2 separate regions of the Mus musculus genome follow, and region 1 is linked to region 2. Evidence: chromatin contacts called from public HiChIP or PLAC-seq data. All regions are on one chromosome and are shown on one strand. Each heading gives the region's core, a stretch centred on a gene start, on an enhancer-like site or on the middle of the called end of the contact. The rest is flanking DNA. Distances are from core to core; before and after follow the strand shown.

What was found. HiChIP or PLAC-seq counts read pairs in DNA pulled down with a chosen protein or histone mark.
Region 1: a contact with region 2 is called in an H3K4me3 HiChIP or PLAC-seq map of bone marrow-derived macrophages, with 5 times the contacts expected there. The contact joins two enhancer-like sites. A contact is called at or near these places in 2 of 115 datasets of contacts at active chromatin or transcription factors (bone marrow-derived macrophages and pancreatic cancer cells).

Annotation. Positions count from the first base shown.
Region 1 is chr2:94,250,733-94,253,432 of GRCm38.p6, reverse strand. Mir670hg (a long non-coding RNA gene) reads left to right here. Exons shown (of 8, transcript XR_003953878.1): 2 at 918-2,700. Among named protein-coding and RNA genes, the nearest start is that of Mir670, 9.3 kb to the left of the region's middle. Within about 2 kb of position 1,277, at least 4 of the 459 cell types and tissues checked have an H3K27ac peak or open chromatin away from gene starts, as enhancers often do. A contact at or near this core is called in bone marrow-derived macrophages, where this site is marked.
Region 2 is chr2:93,468,927-93,471,665 of GRCm38.p6, reverse strand. Gm10804 (predicted gene 10804) reads right to left here. Exons shown (of 5, transcript NR_040532.1): 5 at 1,792-2,739. Among named protein-coding and RNA genes, the nearest start is that of Cd82, 7.8 kb to the right of the region's middle. Within about 2 kb of position 1,350, at least 120 of the 459 cell types and tissues checked have an H3K27ac peak or open chromatin away from gene starts, as enhancers often do. A contact at or near this core is called in bone marrow-derived macrophages, where this site is marked.

The sequences.
Region 1 (2,700 bases), core at 28-2,527, 780 kb before region 2:
CTTTTCTCATGTTAGATTGCTTTATCGTTTACCTGTCATTAGCATTTGAACTAGAAAGCACACTAGGCACTTGTCTTAGGGATAATCTCTTACCAGTCCAACTTTAGGAGCTATCTAGGGCCTTGGAACTGTTTTGGGCCAATTATTACTTCAGTGCTCCTGGCCATATGAGGGTGAAGATGTAAATATTTCCAACCTACCCAGGAGAACCTCAGAGCATGTCTACACTGATTCTTCCCAGGGATTTGAGATATGGATAAGTAACAGGGCTCTCTCTCACTCCTGCTTTGGGCCAGATGCTGGTCTCTAGTTTCACTTGCTGTGTGTCTCAACTATACACTGAGACTATGCCTCCAAATCACACCTAGCTCTCCTTCTTCCAGCTCAAGACCTCTCGTTAGCTGTCCCTTTCCCTGCTGGCCATGATGTCATAATAGGTTCATAATGATGCCTACTGAGAGTATAGAGCTAGCAAGACAGCTTTTTAGTGGTGCCTTCTCTGTGATTGGTTGGGTATCACTGACCCAGACAGAGTGGGTAAGCTAAAAATATTTGCCCATAATGTAAACCCTGCCCCCCAGCCTTTAGCTGCTGGTGGAACAGCTGCTTTTCAGTTTGAATTGTTAATACCACAAACTCCACTTTGCTAGAAATGGGGCTTCTTTATGAATAGTTCCAGATATTGCCAGGTGGGAGTAAAGACATATTTGGCTACCTGCTGGTGAAGATGCCCATCCTTTTGCCCAACTGTAGCCAAGAATATTCTTCCCCATTGGACTCCTCTCATTTCTAGGAAAGTCTAACCAATGCCAGGAATGGAGTGGGAGGGGCTAGCCTAGAGCCGAATGCTGCAGGGGATTGTGGGCAATGGAATGTGGATTGCTGACATCATGTCCTTTTGCTCTCGCTTGTTGTAGGAGCACCAAAGACCAAGAGGAGACCAGATGAGTTTTCAGAGCAGTTCTCAGACACCCAGGACGCATGTCATCCTTTGCCTCGTGCTTTCTGCAATGTTGCTGCTCACCTTCATCTTTCTATTAACCCTCGCCATAACAATCCCCTCCTGACACCACCACCTCTTCTCCATTAATCACCCACTCAGCTCTCTCTGAGGTGTCTCTCCCATGGGGCATGGCTTTGTCTCTGGCAGGCTCCCCTTGAATCATATCCAGATGGCTACCATTTACTTCCTTTTCCTCTGTCTCCTCTTCACACCAGACTCAGTTAACACTCAGTCCCTTGATCAGGAAAACCGGAGAAAAAGTTCCCTTTTCTAAAAAGGAAGTCAGAGCGTGCTCTGCTGGAGCCACCATGCTCAGGGAAGAGACCCAAAATACAGCTGAGTGTGATGTCATTGAAACCAGATGGAAAGACCAGAAATCCCTTAATCCCAGTCAGACCTAGTGAAGCTTTACTTGTGACTGTTGGGACTGATTAAGAATATGGGGGCAGGGAGGAAGAGAGGGAGAAAGATGTTCTGAATTGGATTGCCCTTCAATACAGAATGGAATCCCCTAGTTTTTTTGTCCTCCAATTAAATGTGCATTTCATTCTACCACATTGTGATGGCTTCACTGTAGATGTTTCCTCTGGAGACCCAAGGCTTTTTTTCTTCATGGGTCACAAGACCACAAGCCACCAGATGATGAGGTAAGTGACAGTGTCTGGGGTCCTTTGTAATGACCTCAGAAATCCAGTGCTGATGAAAACCCACCTTAGGAGACAGCAAGGTTTGTCCCCTGTTCAGTCCCTCTTGACTTGAGCCCTTGCAGGGAACCCCAGAACAGCGAGGAATTTTAGTGGGGCTCCACACCACTCTGGGAAGCAAAGCTGATGCTGAAGATTGGTTACATCAGAAGTTGGGAATGTCATTGAATCTCTCTCTCTCTCTCTCTCTCTCTCTCTCTCTCTCTCTCTCTCTCTCTTAAAAAAATCAGACAGGCCTTACTGGCACATTCCTATAAGCCCAACTACATGGGAAACTGAGGCACAAAGATTGTCATTTCAAGACCTACCTGGGCAACAGAATGAGTTTAGGGCCAGCCCAGGTGACTTAGTAAGACATATCTCAGAATAAAATAAAAAAAAAGCTGAGCCTACAGCTCAGTGGTGAAGAACTTGTGTAGTATGTGTGAGACCCTGGGTTCTCTCCTCAATACTCAGACAAAACATAAATGTAGTCCCTCCTTTTTTTCCATATTTAGGAATAACATAGAATTATTACCAAGTACTATCAATGAGATACTAGGGGTTTTTATATGTAAGCCGAGTCTCCCTTCTTAACAACATAATTCAAAATGAATTCATTAATCAATAGATACCTTTAAAAAATCAATAGATACTTGCCAAGAAGTGCAAACATGAGTCAGGTATGTTAGCCAGTGCTTCCTCTGTGTTTCACAGCATAGATCTATGGGATGAGAACTACAGAAGCACAAGCCACATTCCCTATTATTGGCCTATCAGACTTAAGCTACTAGATCAACAGACAATGGCAATGATGACTTATGGGTAGAGTGTTCTGCTAATTTTGATCCACTAAAGCCTCATTAGTTCGTGATAGTACTGACTCTGCCTCCTGAGTTCTGGGAGATAGATCACTGTCCATCACAAGCTAAACCCCCCACAATTGTCTCTAAGCATCCCTTGGGTCATTCTTTTCTTCCTGTGGTCTGTGCCTCTGAAGCTCTTGCTACTTGG
Region 2 (2,739 bases), core at 101-2,600:
TTAGGTGGGGTCCAAATTCTTTCTTCTGGTTCCCAGCCATAGGGAGTTAACATGAGACCTTAACTAGTTGAAGGAGGTGACAACACACACAGAAACACAAACTCTGTCTTTATCCCTGTATGTCTCCCTGTCTGTCTCTCACAAAAGACACACACACACACACACACACACACACCTGATGATAGAGATACAGGCCAGAAGATTCGCTGCACTGACAACTGTGGACACTAGGGGGAGGTAGATGACCTCGTTTTAGAGCAAGGAGCTGTTTCCCTCATATTTCCTGTAACTGGCAAGAGCTCAGGGGTGAGGAAACCAGCACTGGGGAGGAAACCAGCACAGAGGGGCCAGTGCAGAGGTAACATGGTAAGAAAGCAGCCTGGGTGAGAGCCATCCCACACCAGAACACTGCATGACACAGTATGAAGGGTAACCAGTATCTATGGATTCCTCTAGGAACTCATGTCCCATAGGAACCCTGCAGGTGACAGAAAGGAGAGACATGGGTGAAGTGAGTGTCAGAGGCTCAGAAGCTATGGCCATCTGGACCCTGGATGTTGCAACTGGAGTGGGCCAACTGCAGCCCCCTCTGTCTGGCTGTGGCCCAGGGCTGTCTGTCCAGCAGCAGCCTGGGTCTACCAAGAGGTTGCAGCTGTTACCCAGTCCCAGCTCACATCAAGAGAGTCCTTTTTTCTTTCTTTTCCTTTTTCTTTTTTCCCACCGCAGAAAACATAACAGTTGAATATTAATGTGAAATCTCCCAGTTTTTAAATGCTGGCAACAGACTCAAAACTTTCCCAACTCAAGTCTCAGGGAGGAAACGTCTATGTGGCCCCACCATAGGCTTTGGGGCTACCGACACCACAGATGTAGACCAGGCTGGCCTGCCTTCTCTGGAGCATGGGGATTAGCGAGTACCAGCTGGAGGCTGAGGGTATTTTGTTTGACCCTGGGTTTGGCTTGGGGAAAGCTCTCCTGCTGTGCGTACCCCACCCCCAGCTCAGGTGTTTGGGGGGAGCAGGGGCTGTCTTTCCTGCTTCTCCCTCTCCTACACCTTCTCATCCACCTCTGGGTGGACGGGGAGTGGACGTGAAATTGTTTAAGGGAGCTTCGTGCAGCTGCTTCCTCTGAACCGAAACTTCCCCTCCCGCGGGGAGGAAGGAGGCTGGGAAGATTCAGACTGCTAGGGAGGCGATCTAGGCTCCTGATGCTCCGCGGGGTGCAGGATTCCCAAGACCCCTTCCTCCCTGCAGTTATAAAGTATCTTTGCCAGGAAGAAGAGACTCCAGTAGAGTTGCCTGTGTGTTAGGAGCTCCAGGAGGCAGCCTTCCTGAGACTCCGCCCCTTCTGGGAAGGGCTTCTGTTGCTGCTACAGCTGCCTGAGAGTCACTCGTGCTCTCTGGAGTAACTCCTGGCTGGATCTGTTTCTTTGGTTTGGTATTGTGTGTGCCTGCGCTGAGGTGAACAGATGTTTGCTCACATGTGCCCACAAAAAGCCACACAGCACGGGGCTCCTCTGTGTCAGCTTTGCTACCCCAGCAGCCCTCACAGGGAACGTGAGGGCCGTGGGTAGTGGCTTCCAGCGTGCTCTACTGGGTTCAAACCTTGTACTGCTCACGCAGAAGACCCCGGTTCAATTCCCAGCACCCACCCACGCTAACAGCTCACAACAGTCTAAAACTGAAGTTGAAGGGATCAGACACCCTCTTCTGGCTTCCTTGGGAGCCCACACACTCAACGGTATTCATACACACGCGCATACATTAAATAAGAATCATAGAAACAGATCTTGTTCAGGCATGGTGACACGCATCTTTAATCCCAGCACTCTGTCCATGTAGTGAGGTCTGTCTCAAAATAAATAAATGGATAAATACGTTTTAAAAGAAATAGAATAACATTTAGAAGCTAGACGTAGGTGGATTTCTGTGAGGCCAGTCTGCTTAACATAGTGAGTTCCAGGACAGCCGGAGAGACACAATAGAGAGAGCCGGTTTCAAGACAAACAAATAAGCAAACAAAAAGAATAAATAAACTCACAGCTACTAAGGTGTAGGTTCATGAAGGTTTGGAGTGCCTAGACCCCACCTTGGGGTCCAGCTGATGCCTGCGAAGGAAAAAAAAAAGCAGTTTTGACAGGAAACTGTGAATGAAGACATTGATGGACTAGTGACCCAGGTGCAGAGATCACCAAATAATGAATATGCTTCATGAAATGTAGAGTGTAGCATCCCGTTATTAAATCTGGCATCATCGTCCCCAGAGAGACCAGGGAGACTTCATGAAGCAACTGATGGGAACAGGTGCACTGTCCCACAGCCAAACGCTAGGCGGAGCTCGGGGGTCCTGCAGAAGAGGGGGAAGAAGGGCTGGAGTAGCCGCAGGGATCAAGGACATCACACAAAAGGGCCCACAGAATCAACTGACCAGGACTCACGGGGCTCAAAGAGATCAGGGAACCTGCAGGGGTCTGAGCTAGGTCTTGTCCTAAGAGTGGGAACAGGGGCTCTCTCTGGCTCTTCTGCCTGCCTTTGGGGCTCATTTCCTCCTACTGGGTGGCCTTGCCCAGCCTCGATGTGAGAATATGTGCCTGTCTTACTTACTGTAGCTTGTTGTGCATGTCTGGTTGATGCTCTGGAGTGGTGTGCTCTTTTCTGAGCAAAGGTGAAAGGAGAAGAGACTAGGGGGAGGGGACGAAGGGGAAACTGTGGTCAGGATGTAATATATGTGAGAAGAAGA